Regions from separate parts of the Sus scrofa genome. Here regions 1, 2 and 4 are each linked to region 3. The links are chromatin contacts, called in public HiChIP or PLAC-seq and promoter capture Hi-C maps. All regions are on one chromosome and are shown on one strand. The core of a region is the stretch at or near the end of the contact, and the rest is flanking DNA. Distances in the headings are between cores, read along the strand shown.

What was found. Promoter capture Hi-C pulls out the DNA fragments that hold promoters and counts their contacts. HiChIP or PLAC-seq counts read pairs in DNA pulled down with a chosen protein or histone mark.
Region 1: an H3K27ac HiChIP or PLAC-seq map of alveolar macrophages shows a contact between it and region 3. The contact joins the promoter of SLC16A6 here to the promoter of WIPI1 in region 3. A contact is called at or near these places in 2 of 5 promoter capture datasets (both in liver) and 2 of 2 datasets of contacts at active chromatin or transcription factors (alveolar macrophages and skeletal muscle).
Region 2: a promoter capture Hi-C map of liver shows a contact between it and region 3, with 10 times the contacts expected there. The contact joins the promoter of ARSG here to the promoter of WIPI1 in region 3. A contact is called at or near these places in 5 of 5 promoter capture datasets (fetal liver, fetal skeletal muscle, liver and 1 more), 14 of 47 Hi-C or Micro-C datasets (alveolar macrophages, brain, embryonic fibroblasts and 8 more) and 2 of 2 datasets of contacts at active chromatin or transcription factors (alveolar macrophages and skeletal muscle).
Region 4: a contact with region 3 is called in a promoter capture Hi-C map of liver, with 6 times the contacts expected there. The contact joins the promoter of GNA13 here to the promoter of WIPI1 in region 3. A contact is called at or near these places in 3 of 5 promoter capture datasets (fetal skeletal muscle and liver), 1 of 47 Hi-C or Micro-C datasets (heart right ventricle) and 2 of 2 datasets of contacts at active chromatin or transcription factors (alveolar macrophages and skeletal muscle).

Annotation. Positions count from the first base shown.
Region 1 is chr12:11,856,372-11,859,382 of Sscrofa11.1, reverse strand. It overlaps SLC16A6 (monocarboxylate transporter 7), which reads right to left and starts at 1,551. Exons shown (of 6, transcript XM_013989910.2): 1 at 1,189-1,551. All of the region lies in intron 1 of ARSG (arylsulfatase G), which reads left to right.
Region 2 is chr12:11,881,327-11,884,754 of Sscrofa11.1, reverse strand. It overlaps ARSG (arylsulfatase G), which reads left to right and starts at 1,911. Exons shown (of 12, transcript XM_021066718.1): 1 at 1,911-2,043.
Region 3 is chr12:11,713,552-11,716,816 of Sscrofa11.1, reverse strand. WIPI1 (WD repeat domain, phosphoinositide interacting 1) reads right to left here and starts at 1,485. Exons shown (of 13, transcript NM_001190294.1): 1 at 1,353-1,485. The coding sequence starts at 1,432. It overlaps LOC106507955 (a long non-coding RNA gene), which reads left to right and starts at 1,582. Exons shown (of 3, transcript XR_001304383.2): 1 at 1,582-2,088.
Region 4 is chr12:11,965,629-11,969,090 of Sscrofa11.1, reverse strand. GNA13 (guanine nucleotide-binding protein subunit alpha-13) reads left to right here and starts at 2,178. Exons shown (of 4, transcript XM_003357998.4): 1 at 2,178-2,784. The coding sequence starts at 2,502.

The sequences.
Region 1 (3,011 bases), core at 302-2,801, 140 kb before region 3:
CTATATTCACCAGGCAGGATGTCATATGGGCCCCCCAAATGCCACCTACTGGTGCTTGGGACAAGAGGAGATGCAGCACTTAGCGATTTCTGCATAGCACTTGGTCATTTTTTTTTTTTTTTTTTTTGCAAACCAGACCCTCCATTGACTAGGATGCGAAAAAATAATAACTGAGAAATCTCATTCCCAGGGTAGAAACCGTCTCCTTCAAGAAAGAGCTGGCACGTCTATAACTGCAAACAAAACCAGCTTCCAGGTTGACAAGTTGTAATTGCTCTTCCCCAGTTGGCTCCGGGGAGCTTTTCCTAAGACTAGCGCCCCTTGGTTTGGTGACATTCATTTAACGTGCCACTTAACAAACTTCTATCACCTGTCTGATGGGGGTGGTGGGGGAAGGTCGTGGGTTTTTGGTTTTTTTTTTTTAAGAAGCAAGGAAACAAAAAAAAAAAAAAAAAAAGAAGAAGGAAATAACCCATTTCCTCGGTAAAACCATCCTCCCCGGTTATAGAACGGCTCCGCTACACGGGCGCTTTCCTGTGGTCCGCAGCCGCGGAACCTTGGAAGTTGAGCGGGACCAGCCGTCAGCCACTGACAGCTCTGACTGACGGTCAAGGTTGACAACCTGCTCTCTGCAGGGAAATCGCTGCCTTTCCGTCGGCCGCCCCGGGTGTGTGTCTGTCGGGTAGGGGGAGACCGGGAACCCCACTTTCCCTCGCGCTGCCGCCGTGGCCGCCCTGCGTGCGCGCGCGAGCCTGGGGAAGGTACCTCTGACATTTCGCTCTTGTGACGCGCAGGCAACTTCATGCGGAAAATCCATGCTGGGGGCCGAGCGCGGCGGCGGGGACTCGCCCGACGGCCCGGAGCCCCTAACCGGGACGGGGGCACTCAGAGACCAAAGCTGCCTTTAGGTAGTTTTCGGACCCCAGCTGTACTGGGGCCACCGACATGCAACTCCAGGCTGCCCACACTGGCTACAGCGCGTCATCCCGGTGGCCCTGACCATTCCCAACTGTCAGAGAGAAGATTATTAGGAATAACCTCTCCAAAATGTTAAGCTGTTAAGTGGTTTCCTCCTCCTCCCTCCAACGACCCCCCTCAAAAAAAAAGCTCCCAACACAGATTAAAAAAAAAAACACCCACACCCCACCATCAAACTTTTAAACATGTAAAATCATAAAACCAACTCACCAAGTTAGAAGGGAAGAGAATAAACCCCAAAAGGCTCCCAATAAGGCGGAGGCTTGGCCTCCCCCTCCTTATAAGCCGCTCGGGAACATGAGAAAGGATTAACCCCTTAGGGCGTGGGCCCGAGCCTATGGCAAGTTGGCTCGGGTGGGTGAGCACCCGGCGCCCGGCCCACCGCGCCCGGGCCCCGGGCCCCCACCCGCTCCTGCTCCTGGGGCACCCTGGCCGCGCCCCCCCGCCCCCCTCCCCAGCCGCCTGCGCCCCGGCCGTGCGTGCTGCTGCCCGCGCCCCGGCCCCGCGTTGCTGCCTATCTCTTATCCTATACCGGCTGTAGCCGGTCTCCGCCGGCCTCGGGGGCGCGCCGCCGACCATGTGCTGCGAGCGCGGAGCGCCGCCGAGGGGGCCGGCCTGGCGTGCGCGCGCCGGCCCACGTGGACGAGGCCGTGTCGGGCACGCGCGCGCCCAGAGCCGGGGCTGAGGGTCACGGAAGGTAACTGCGTCGCTGTCCTAGACCTGCCTGCCACGGGGTCTCCCGGGACTGCTCCCGCCCTCGCCGCCGGGAGCCCGCGCACGCCGCCCCCAGCCCTCTCCAGCTCCGCGCATCTCTGCGCGCCTGGCTGGACTGTAAGCCGGGCGCTCGGCTGCACTGTAAGCCGGGAGTGCTGGCGCGGGCACTTCTGGCCGGGCGAGCGGGGTCCCCCGGAGCCGCCTCCCTTCTCGCAGGCCCGGGCGCACCCCAGGCTTAGCCCCGATCGCGCCCGCGCCCAGAGGGTTTGGGCTCGCCGTTGCGGCCGCTCCGCGCCCGCCCCGGGCGGAACAGGTTCCTTCCAGTTTGGGTGTGAGCTGCGCGCGCGGCGCCGCGGACCCCGAGTTCCTCCTCCAGCGCCCACTTCCCCCGATTTCGTCAACTCGCGCACCCCTGCTGTTCCCCTTGGCGGGGTGGGGTGGGGTGAGGGAGTGTCGCAGTGGGCCCCAGCGAGTGAGCCGCCCGGCTACCACGGGTGCTTTGCCTTCCCCCCTTTGCTGCAACAGCAACAGCATCGCGTTGCGCGAAAGGGATGTGTGTGAGCGGCCGGGCTGAGTCAGCATCCCCGGCCCGGCGCGCGCGCGCTTCCTGCCCGCCAGGCGGGAGGCGAAGTCCACACAGGTGCACAGCTGCCTAACTCGCGGGGCGCTCCTTCACGAGAGGGACCAGGACGTTGAGGGGGCACATGCCCCTCGTCCTGTAGTCCCGGACCCCAAGGTCACCGTGAACTCAGCAGGTGATGCACGGGACAACTCAGTTATGAGCTCGTCAAGGGAACCAAGCAGTGTGTCGGGTCCCAGGCATTTCGGAGTCCTCGGGGGCGCAGACTCAGCTTGCCGGTGCCCACCTCCCACCCTCAGGGCCTGTTTAAGACCTGCTCTGAAGCAAAAGCCTCATTCTCCACATAACCCCTGCCGACTTCGGCATCGGCTGCTCCCTTCATTGGGGTTTGGAGAATGTGCTTCTGAAATCAGAAACTCAAGAACGCCTGGTTTGGGAGTGCGGGCACGGAGGGTCGTCACCAGGACGATGATCTGAATCAATAAAAATCCCTTTGCAGTCGCTGCCTGATTTCTCTTACGAGTTTGCGCTAGAGTCTCTGAGTTAAATGCCATGCTGTGTTGTTAAGGCTGGCCTGGGTTAGGGGAGCAGGTATGTTGGCACCAAGTGCTTGGGTAACGACCAGCACTGTACAGCCTGGACCACTGATTAACTCCGGGGACCTTGCCCGAGTGACCTAACTTCCTGGAGCGTCAATTTCCAAATCTATCAAATGCGGACAGTCCTGACATTCCCAGAA
Region 2 (3,428 bases), core at 662-3,161, 170 kb before region 3:
GTCTTGCACAAAATTTGTTGTCATTGTTACCCAGTCCAAGCTTATACCACTCAACAGCACGATGGGCCAATACTTCGAGAGATGAGTGGTTGGGGCAAGGAACAGCAACTTTATCCAGAAAGCCAGCAGGCTGAGAAGACGGTAGACCAGCATCCCAAAGGACCATCCTATCCAAGTTGGAATTCTGGCTTCTTTTACACTAAAAGGGGAGACGTTGTGGTTGGTTGGCGCCATTCTTTGTTCTTGCAGCTGTTCCACTCAGGTCAGGTCATGAGGTTCCCGTAAAGGGCCCACGAGATAAATGTTCTTCTCTGTTCTGTAACTTTTTATATGACTGGTAAAGTGTTATGCCTGTAAAGGTCAGAGCCAGGAGAATGGGCTCTCCTGTATATTTCAGGCCACAGGCAACATTCTTGCAGCAAAAGCAATAGAATACAAGGGTTAAAGTAAAAGAAACGCCCATATTTGTCCTTCAGTATTACACAGTGGTCCTATCTATGAGAGTTGTGCTTTTCCTGTAGGTTTATTAGGGTTCATTCCAGGTGTTAGGTTTATTTCTACAAAATATCTTCCTCACTCCTTTCCTTTAAGCCTTTACTTGAGATGGAGAGAGCTGTGATGGGGATACCTGTGGGTGTGCTGAGAATCCCCAGTCAGTCTGTGACTATCACCCGGATTTCCATAGCTGGAACGGGTTGAAAACCTCAGACCCGATGGGCTGCCTCTGCCAGGTCCGTGTGTGCTGGCGATCTCAAAGAGCACCTTGTATGGCTGCATGCTGGGCAGACGGCACGTCCCACTTCCCATTTCACCTTGAAGATGAAACTAAAGGTAAATTTTTCAAAACTTTGATACCTAAATTCTTTCACTTATTATTTATGTAATATGATTTAAAGCTCATTTCATTACGGAATCACCAGTTTCCCTTACATTCACTCTCTACAAAATTAAACCTCCTTCAGTCATTTAGAACATGGTGATTGGCCATTAAAACTAATCAGAGTGGACAGTTGGTCATTCTAATACTGAAAAGAGAACCCAGTGCTGTGTGGACTTTGATGGATTCTGTTGGGGTTTTATTTCCTCCTTGGGTAATGTGTTTTTAACTATTCTCGATTCTGTTCAGTTTTTTGTTTTCCTACTGGGTAAGCACAGCTTTAGTCCTATATGTCAGGATGAGTGATAAACCTAAAAGAATTCGGATTTGGTTAAGTGTGTAATTTGGGGTGACAATTATTTGGTCAAGAAATAAGTCCATTTGTACCTACCCTGCACTGAGACCAGGAAAAAAAAAAAAAAAGTCTATTGCAACAAACCATTCACTCCTGTTAAAAGTTGGACAAGCCTTAAGTTTTAGGTAACAGGCATTTTTCTGCAGTCATCACTTAAGCGGCGTGTATAACTAATGATTGCCTTAGGAACATTTCTTAGGGTTAAGGTCAAAAATATAATTCGGTTACTACAATAAATCTTTGTACTTTTGAAAAGTGATTTTTCACTTTCTTTGCTCTGCAAATGCTGAACCCACAGGCATTTGAGAGTAAAGAGAAGAATTTTCCGCTGTCTACACACTATTCTGGAGAGAAAGTGAATTGGAAATGTTCACCTCGGCGCCTAGGAAGGAGGCAGAAACTCTCCTGTCGAGGGAAGGGTTCAGCGTTCCCATCTCAGGCCGCCAACTCAGCAGAGAGGGTTAAACAGACGAACAGGACGACGGTGGCCGTCGTCCCCGGCCCCGCTGGCTCTCCGCGCGCAGCAGGAACTCCGCGACACGACGCTGGTCCATCCTGGGCCCCGCGGGCCGGGCGCCCCCTCGGGGGCGGAGGCAGTGGCGGCGGCGGCGGGCCCTCCCCCTGCAGGAAGCGCGGGCCGGAGCAGGCACCCTCGCCCAGCAGCTTCCGCCCGGGGCTTCCCCGCGCGCCGAGCGGGTGCGCAGCGCGGCCTCCTTGGGCGGCGGGACCCGGACGCAGCGGGGATCCGGCGCCGCGGCCACGTGGGCGGGCGCCAGGCGGGGCGGCGGGAAACCAGCGAGGGCGCAAAGCCGTGAGTGCAATCAGCTCTGGACTAGAGCCGTAGAAGCGTTCTCGTCGCGTGCCGCGTTTGAACCTTCGTCCCTTCCTAGATTCTGACGGGTGATCTAGAGCAGCTCCAGCCACTTGTGTCATTGTGATGCTTCTGGTAGCCTTATCAGCGCCTGCAAAAAGAAGCAGGTGAAAGGAATTTAATCTCTATATACTCCAGTGCACCCCAAATACCACCCACATGATACTCACTATGACATTTATTAAGCTATTTTACGTTCTTGTGTGTGTCAATAACTAAGATGTGGTCTCTCAGCAGGTTTGATGTTTATCACACAGTGGTGTTGTGCGCTAGATCTCCGGGGTTTGTTTACCTACTAGCTGCAAGGTTGGAGCCTTGGCCGCCTTTCCTGCCCCCGCCCCCCAGCCCCTAATCGCCTCATTCCACGCTCCCTCTCTCTCTTTTAACCAGTTGTGCTCACTTAGATTCCACATAGATGTAAAATCAGACAGTATTTGTCTTCTCCACCTTCGCTCACTGTACAGTACTGTTTTCGAACTACGTCTTCAAATTCTGGCCTGCGTTTTACTCGCCAGCACGTCTCTGCTCCCACTGGCTGCATTTCACTGGCTCGAGAGCCCCGCGCGGCTCCTGGCTACGGTATGGGACGTTGCGGCTCTCAGTACCAATTTCCAGTCTGCATGGAAAGATGCGCCTATGACGTTGAATTAATAGGAGCGTGAGGCTTCTAAGAGGAAAAGGTCGGGGGTCCTCGGACGGCGCGTGCCGTGCGTACCTGCATTCAGGCTGCAAAGTTGTGAAGGCTGTAAGAGCGTCTGGATTCAGTATTGATTTGCTTTTGGATCTTGCTGGAACTTTGGGAACTCTCCTCTCTTGCCAAGGGCCTGGTGCGTCCCTTGAACGTGTGTTGTGTTTTCGCTTTTGGAAAGCAGAGTTGAAAAGTGTTAATAATGCGGAAACAAGCCTACAGTAGCTTAGGAAGCGTGAGACCAGATCTCCCTAATTTCAAGTTCTGCTGTGTTTTCACCGCCTTCTGTGACCTCATAAGAAGTAAAATACCACAAGCCAGAGGCCTAACCCATTTTTTTCAGGTTGTTTATAAAAGAGGTTATAAGATTAAACTTTCTTTCAACCACTTTTCTAGTCAAGTGGGGCCATCTGGGGTTGCTCAAAGTCGGTGAAATCACAGTACTTTGCTTCAGCATCATAAAAAAAAAAAAAAAAAAAAGAGAGAGAGAGAGAGATTCAAGATCCAGGAGAGCACTTGCTACCAGTTGAGCTATTAAAAGAAAAACATCATGGGAAAAAAAGTCTACCAGAAAATAGATTAAGTTAAAACAAAGATCTGCCCAGGCAATGTGTTAAGACTTAGGAGTTCCCTGGTG
Region 3 (3,265 bases), core at 236-2,735:
GCATATTTTAAAGGTAAACATCATGTTGCAAATGGCTTTACAGTGATATTACATAGATGGATATGGGGTAATGTTGTAATATGGATTTCGTATCATGGGCTGTGGTCAAAGAAAGCTTGAAAGTCACTCATCTATCCAGGTTGCCCAGCTACCCGATGGCACATACAGTTGTTGCTGTTTTGTTTTTTTTTTCCCCAAACAAAGGCATATTGTTTAGCATAGGGTGTTTTTTAAACAGAAACACAAAGGCAATGGGAGCCAGAGTTGCTTATGGTACAGGATGGCCTTAATTACACCACCGAATGTTCAATATTAGCATAGCCCGGCCACAGGCAGCCAACACACAAACCTGAAGCTGACTCCAAACAAGGAACACAACAGAAACTGGTACAGCAGGAAATGGGAAACTGGGAATTGCTGCCTGATGCTCTGGGTGCACATTCCAAAGAGATTATTCCATATGGTCCACAGAGCTGGAGTCTAACATGAAAAGAGGTAAGGCGTTTGCTTCTGGGGGGGTGGGGGGGGGCTGAATCCTCCAGATGTTTGAAACAACTCCAGGCTCTCTGGCCAAAGTCCAAAAGTGAACATCAAGGTGAAACATTAAAAAGCCACTCAAAAAGCAACAGGGTGGAGTTCATGTTTCTCGGAGAAGGCAGCCCCAGCCCGGGGCCGGGAAAGGGTTCCTAGACTGGGAGAAGGAGACTGTGTCTCGCTGAGTGGGTTAAGTGAAAACCCAGTATAGACCAATGGCAAAGTTTCTGACGTCCAGAGCCGGCAGGCGAGGTGCTCTGCGCTGGGGCTGGGGCAGGGGCTGGCCTGGCCGCAGGGATAGGCTGCCTCTTTGTCATTGGCCCTGCCCAGATGCCACGTTGAGATGCTCAAGGACAAATGGGAAACTTTTTCCTGTGCTCCCATCTTCCCGGGCCTCAACACTTCGCCTTCGGTCAATTTGCAACCCCCGCTCCTTTCCCATCTCCTTTGTTTTGGCCACTGCTCCTCCTTCTCCAGACCCCCACTTAGGTCATTACCCTCCTCCCTCGCCCCCCACATTCCTTAGCCTCCTTTAGCCCCATTCCCCTGGCTAACTCCCTCCTTCCTTCTCGGCCGGCCGCTCCTGGCTCTCCGCCTGCAGCGGGGGATGGGGGCGCTCAGCCCCCCTGCTGGAAGAGGGGAAAAGAGGAAGGGGTGGCTACCAAGACCCGCACCAGTCCGGGGAAGCACCAGCCTTCCCTCCGAGGGCCGATTGGGACGTAGGCCTGTGCCTCTTGCTACAAGCTGCCGACTGGACAACACCCCTGATCGCCACTTTTTCTCTCCCACCTCCCGTCAGGGCTGGTGCCTCGGCTTACGTGCAGTCCTGGTTGAAAGAGAAGCAGCTGAGCGCCGCCTCGACCCTGCCTGGGGGGCGGCCCGCGGCCTCGGCCTCCATCGGGGTTCGACCCGGGGAAGCCGCAGCTCGGAGCGGGCGACAGCCACCTCAGCAGCCCGCTGGCGCCGGCTCCGCGGGCCGGGGCGCCGGCCCCCCTCCGCCCCTAGCCCCGCCCCGCCCCAATTAGCTCCGCCCCTTCTCGTCCTGCCCCGCCCCTCATGCCGGCCCTCCCAGGACTAAGCAGCCGAGAGGGCGGGGTCCCCACTGCCTACCCCCATTGGTCGAGGGCCCCTGTCGCGGCGCACCCTTGGCCAATTGCCGATGGCTGTGGGCAGAATCCCTCTGTTGGCAGCCCGCCCCCAACTCCGTGAATCGGTTTGCCATTGGGCGAAGGTGAGTGACGCAAAGGCTGCAGGACACGTGGTGGTGTTTTCATTGCCAGGGCGGTGGGGCGGAGCGCGGGAAGGGAAGAACGAGTGCAGCTCCCGCCAGGCCTGCTGGCACTGGTCTGGCTTCTACGTCGTGGCGGCGGCAAAGGAGAAAGAGGACGCGCTCCTTCTCACTCCACCCAAGCCTCTGTCCTGTGTAATACTCGGTCTATTGAACTACAGAGTTTAGTAGAGAGCGTTAGACGCCAAAAGCCCCGCCCTCTTGCAGAGTCTTGAAGCTGCTTTGAAAACTATTTCCAACTTGAGGATGCTAAGGCCAGATAAATAGTAAGTTATCTTATCCATTGCCCTGTGGTTGAGAACTCTTACTGCAGGTCAAGCACTGTGTTAACTATGTATATTATCGCCTTGAATTCTTATAAAAGTTTGTGAGGAAAATAAAATTATGCCCAATTTTAAAAAGCTGCAACGAAGCACGCAACTGCTGAACAATTCTTTCTGAAGTAACACACTAAATGGTAAAATGTGAGTGTGTCTGATTTCAAGATCTGTGCACCAAATGACTCTGTTAGACAGTACTTGGCAAAGCCTATCTGATCTGTAGTTGAAAAAAAATGAACGTGTGTGTTTAGTGTGGTGTATTTTATGAAAGGAATGACGTATCAAAGACAGCATAATTAAAAACTCACATAATTCCAGATGAATCCTGACAAAGTGTCTCTTTTCCCAAGCTAAATACATATTGCCACGTAGAATTAGCAACACAGTTGGTAATCAGCAGCTCTGCTAATTTTGAATTTATATAATTACTGACGAATTTTTTAATTCATGCTTTGCAAATTTTGAGACCAAATCATATTTTATTGTTGTTTTACCACAGCGTTTCAAACTGGCATAGTTCAAATCTTCTATTTTGTGACAAAGCTATATATATGGTTTTTTTTGGAAATTGGGCCTACAGTAGGTGAGCAAAGAGCACTATTTCACTTCAGCTTTTCTAACTAACTTCTGGTTTTGGTTTTCTGAAATGCAAATAAAGGAGTTTCTTCTTTCAATGCTGTTGTTCTCTCTCTCAGCTGATGTAAAAATATAAAAATAGTTCAGCTCCTAGATCTGCTGATGTTGACTGCCCTTAGTTGCCTGTGAGGTTTTGTATAAATCACCATAAGGGAAAAAGCTGCTGCTTGGGTGCTTTAACTGCATCATCTTTGTAACCTCTTGGATCAAAGGTGCCTTCCCCTCCTGCTCCCAGCTCCTCTGGCAAATGCTGCAAGCTTTTTTTGTTCTATTTAGAGAACCAAAGTCTGGCTTGCTAGGTCCTAGGTTGTTGGGAGAGTTATATAATATGCACAGTATGTTTTTAAAGTAGAAGCCATTGTTACCAAGAATTTGGACTTTATGGGGTAGAGTTGGAGCTGGTGTTAGTTTTTGAACAGGAGTGTTTCATGATAAAAAGCAGTGTTTCAGGCAGATAAACTTAGCCAGGGTGTGCAGAACAGATTAG
Region 4 (3,462 bases), core at 929-3,428, 250 kb before region 3:
TGGATGTACATTTTGTTTTTCCATTCATCCACTGATGGATATATGAGTTGATGCCCCCTTTGGGCTATTCTGCATAGTGCTGCCATAAACCTAGGTGTACAGTTTTTTCTTTGAATGCTTGTTTTTTTTTTTTTTTTTCTTTTTAGGGCCACACCTGTGGCACATGGAAGTCGAATTGGAGCTGTAGCCGCCGGCCTACACCACAGCTCACAGCAATGCCGGATCCTTAACCGGGTGAGCGAGGCTAGGGATGGAACCCGCATCTTCATGGATCCTAGTCGGGTTCTTTAACCGCTGAGCCACAAAGGGAACTCCCTTGAATGCCTGTTTTTAGTTCTTTTAGATATATACCCAGGAGTGAAACTGCTGGGTCATGTGGCAATTCTATGTTTAACTTTCTGAGGAACCGCCAGACCTCTGGCTCATTTATATGCTCACATTTTCAAGGGAGCTGGATTACCAGACAGTTCGAAACAGTTGGACTACTGCAGCCAAAACTCAGGCGAGGCCCGAAGAGATCTCATTTTTCAGAAACATCGATTAGAGCAGCTGGGCCAGTTCTGAGCTAAGCTTGTTCCAACACAAGGTTATAGGCAGGGCTTTGAATAGCTTTCTCTGCTGTTTTGCATGTCACAACATGAACTGGCTGGGCAGGAATACCTTCCTGCCTCCTAGGCATCCTTGGTTCTCCATTACGTTGCACACACTTTTGGAAAAAGAAAAAAAAATATGTTAACTACTTAACTGATAGGCTTCCCTCTTCCTGTTTTCGTAGAATTCAGATTAGCATCTGGAGTCCATATAGAAAGGGTGCTTGGAGGCCGGTGCTAGACCCCTGCCCTGGTTCATCCTTTCATGGGTGGAGAACAGAGCCTCCCAAACACTAGCTGAGGCCACAGAGAGATCTTGCAACCAGGAGAGACGTTTACCCTATATTTTACCTGAAGGCACCACCTAGTGATTCTGGCCCTAACAATCCTTAGATATTAAGAGTTGAACCTACACTACTTTGTATATTGTAGCTTGTCCACCCTGTGGGCTTGGCCAGGACAAGAGGAGATAATCCCACTACAGGCACTGTTTACTGCAGCCAGTTTACTGAGTCATGAGGCTCCTCGGACATTAACCCAACCCAGACAGTGAACTGATTAGCACTGATTTTTAAAATTTAAACCTGTTCCTGAGCCTCTTGGGAGTGCTGACCTCTTTCTTCAGTTTCTGACGCATAGACGTTTCTGAGCCACAGAAGTTCTCATCAAGGAACATTAGGGTTGTACTGCCATAAACGGAGACCACCCCAAAAGCCTTTTTGCACTTAAAACTAGAATACCAAGAATGAAGAAGTTGGCTTTTGGGGGCCAACCCAGCTGTCACTGGTCGCTTGTCTCCTGGCAGCCCTTCAGGTGTCCTGGCCTGAATCTGCTATTAGGATAGGAAAAAAGTCCCTTGGCTGGTCATATCCTCTGTAATCTGGCAGGAAACCTAAAATTTGCCGGCTCTTCTCCTCGGTCTGTTTGCTTATCTGCTTCCTTGTTAGGGAAGAGTCTGCATCACAGTGTCCGGTTAAGGGGGATTTTCACCATGACCTCACCCTACTGCAGCTACATCTTGATTTCAGCAGCTTGGGTTGGAATCCGCATCAATGAGACATCAACAACCCCTCCTCGCCCATCTCAGATTAACATCAACACGAAGTCTTTCTCCTCCAAGAGATGATCTTTGTAGGGCTCAGAGAATACCGAAGAGAGCTGCGGGCCGGTGTTGGGGAGGATGTGAAGATGTTTGGTTAACGTTTTGAGTTTGTGAGAGCAGGATGTCAAGGAAGATACTCTAGGAAAACGCACCAAAAACTTGCCCAACTCGCGCTCGCTCTTTGAATAACATTCAAGCCAATGGCCTCGAAACTAGGAGAGCGAACGATGACAGCCGGCGACCCGCACGTAACCGCGGCGGGAGCGGTTGGGGAACCCAAAGTGCTGCATCTGAGTTCTTCTCTCCGGGCCCCAGCCTCCAGGGCTCCCGGAAGCAGCCCTTGGGCGCGTAAGTGGGTGCAGCTAATTAAAGGGAAACAGAAAGGCTGGCTCTGCAAGGCGCCCAGCCCGAGATCACATGAACACAAGGCCCCACCCCTTCAACCCCTCCCCGCGCGCGCCTGACGGCGGCCGCGAATTCACAGTAGAACGTGATTCTCCGGCCCAGCGCACGGGTCGGAGGAGCCGCCGCGGCGTGCGCGCGCGCCCCCGGAGGCAGCGGGCACGCGCACGTCCCCCGGGCCACCGCCCCTCCCAGGCCCGCCCTCCTTCCCTCCCTCCCTCCCTCCCCGGCTCGCCTGGCCCGCCCTGCGAGTCAGTTCGCTGGTTCCCTCCCTCCCCCGGCGCGCTCGGGTCGCCACTGCGCTCCCCGCCCTCGAGCCGCGGTGCCGGAGCCGCCCGCCGCCCGAGGAGGAGGTGGAGGGAGCCGGAGGGGCCCGCCGAGGCGGCGGCGGCGGCGGCGGCGGCAAGATGGCGGACTTCCTGCCGTCGCGGTCCGTGCTGTCCGTGTGCTTCCCCGGCTGCGTGCTGACGAGCGGCGAGGCCGAGCAGCAGCGCAAGTCCAAAGAGATCGACAAATGCCTGTCGCGGGAGAAGACCTACGTGAAGCGGCTCGTGAAGATCCTGCTGCTGGGTGCGGGCGAGAGCGGCAAGTCCACCTTCCTGAAGCAGATGCGGATCATCCACGGACAGGACTTCGACCAGCGCGCGCGCGAGGAGTTCCGTCCCACCATCTACAGCAACGTGATCAAAGGTGCCGGGCCGGGGTCGGAGCCGGGGGGCCGGGGGCCGGGGGCGGCCGCGGGCCGGCGCGGGACCGGGCACCGCCCTCGTTCGCTCAGTCCCCGGAGTAGAAACGGGCCCGGCGGGCGGGCGCGCGGGAAGGGGGCGCGCCCCGGGCACCGACCCTGCCTGCCCGGGGTGCCCTTGCCCCCAGCGGAGGGGATGCCTGGGGGTGCCCCTTTTCCCTCTTGCTGCGGGGCAGGGATCCCGGCTGGCCCCCCACCCCCCACTCCGTCGCTGGCCTCGCCCCCTGCGAGAAGGGAAGTGAAGGGAGCCGGGTGCCGGGAGTGCGGGGTGCCCCCTCCTGTCTTCCCTCCTCCGGACGAGGCAGCAGACCCGAGAGCCAGCCCCAGACCCTACACCCTGACCCCACGCCCCAGCGCTGCCTGCCCAGCCTCGCCTTCCCGGGTGGGTGGGTGCCCGAGTCACATGGGATCGGGGCTGCTCCCACTTCCCTGCTTCCTTGGCCCTTCCAGTGTTCTGGAACCATCGCAATGAGGAAACTTTTGCCCGAGACTCTGGTCAAGGGCGAACGGTGACTGCTCTTGGACCCTTTGGGGCAAGGATATGAAACTTGAGGGTGTCCTGTTTATTGTACTGGCGTCAGGAAAGAGTAGCCCCATTTAGTTAGTCTAAAAAAGTTCGCAGC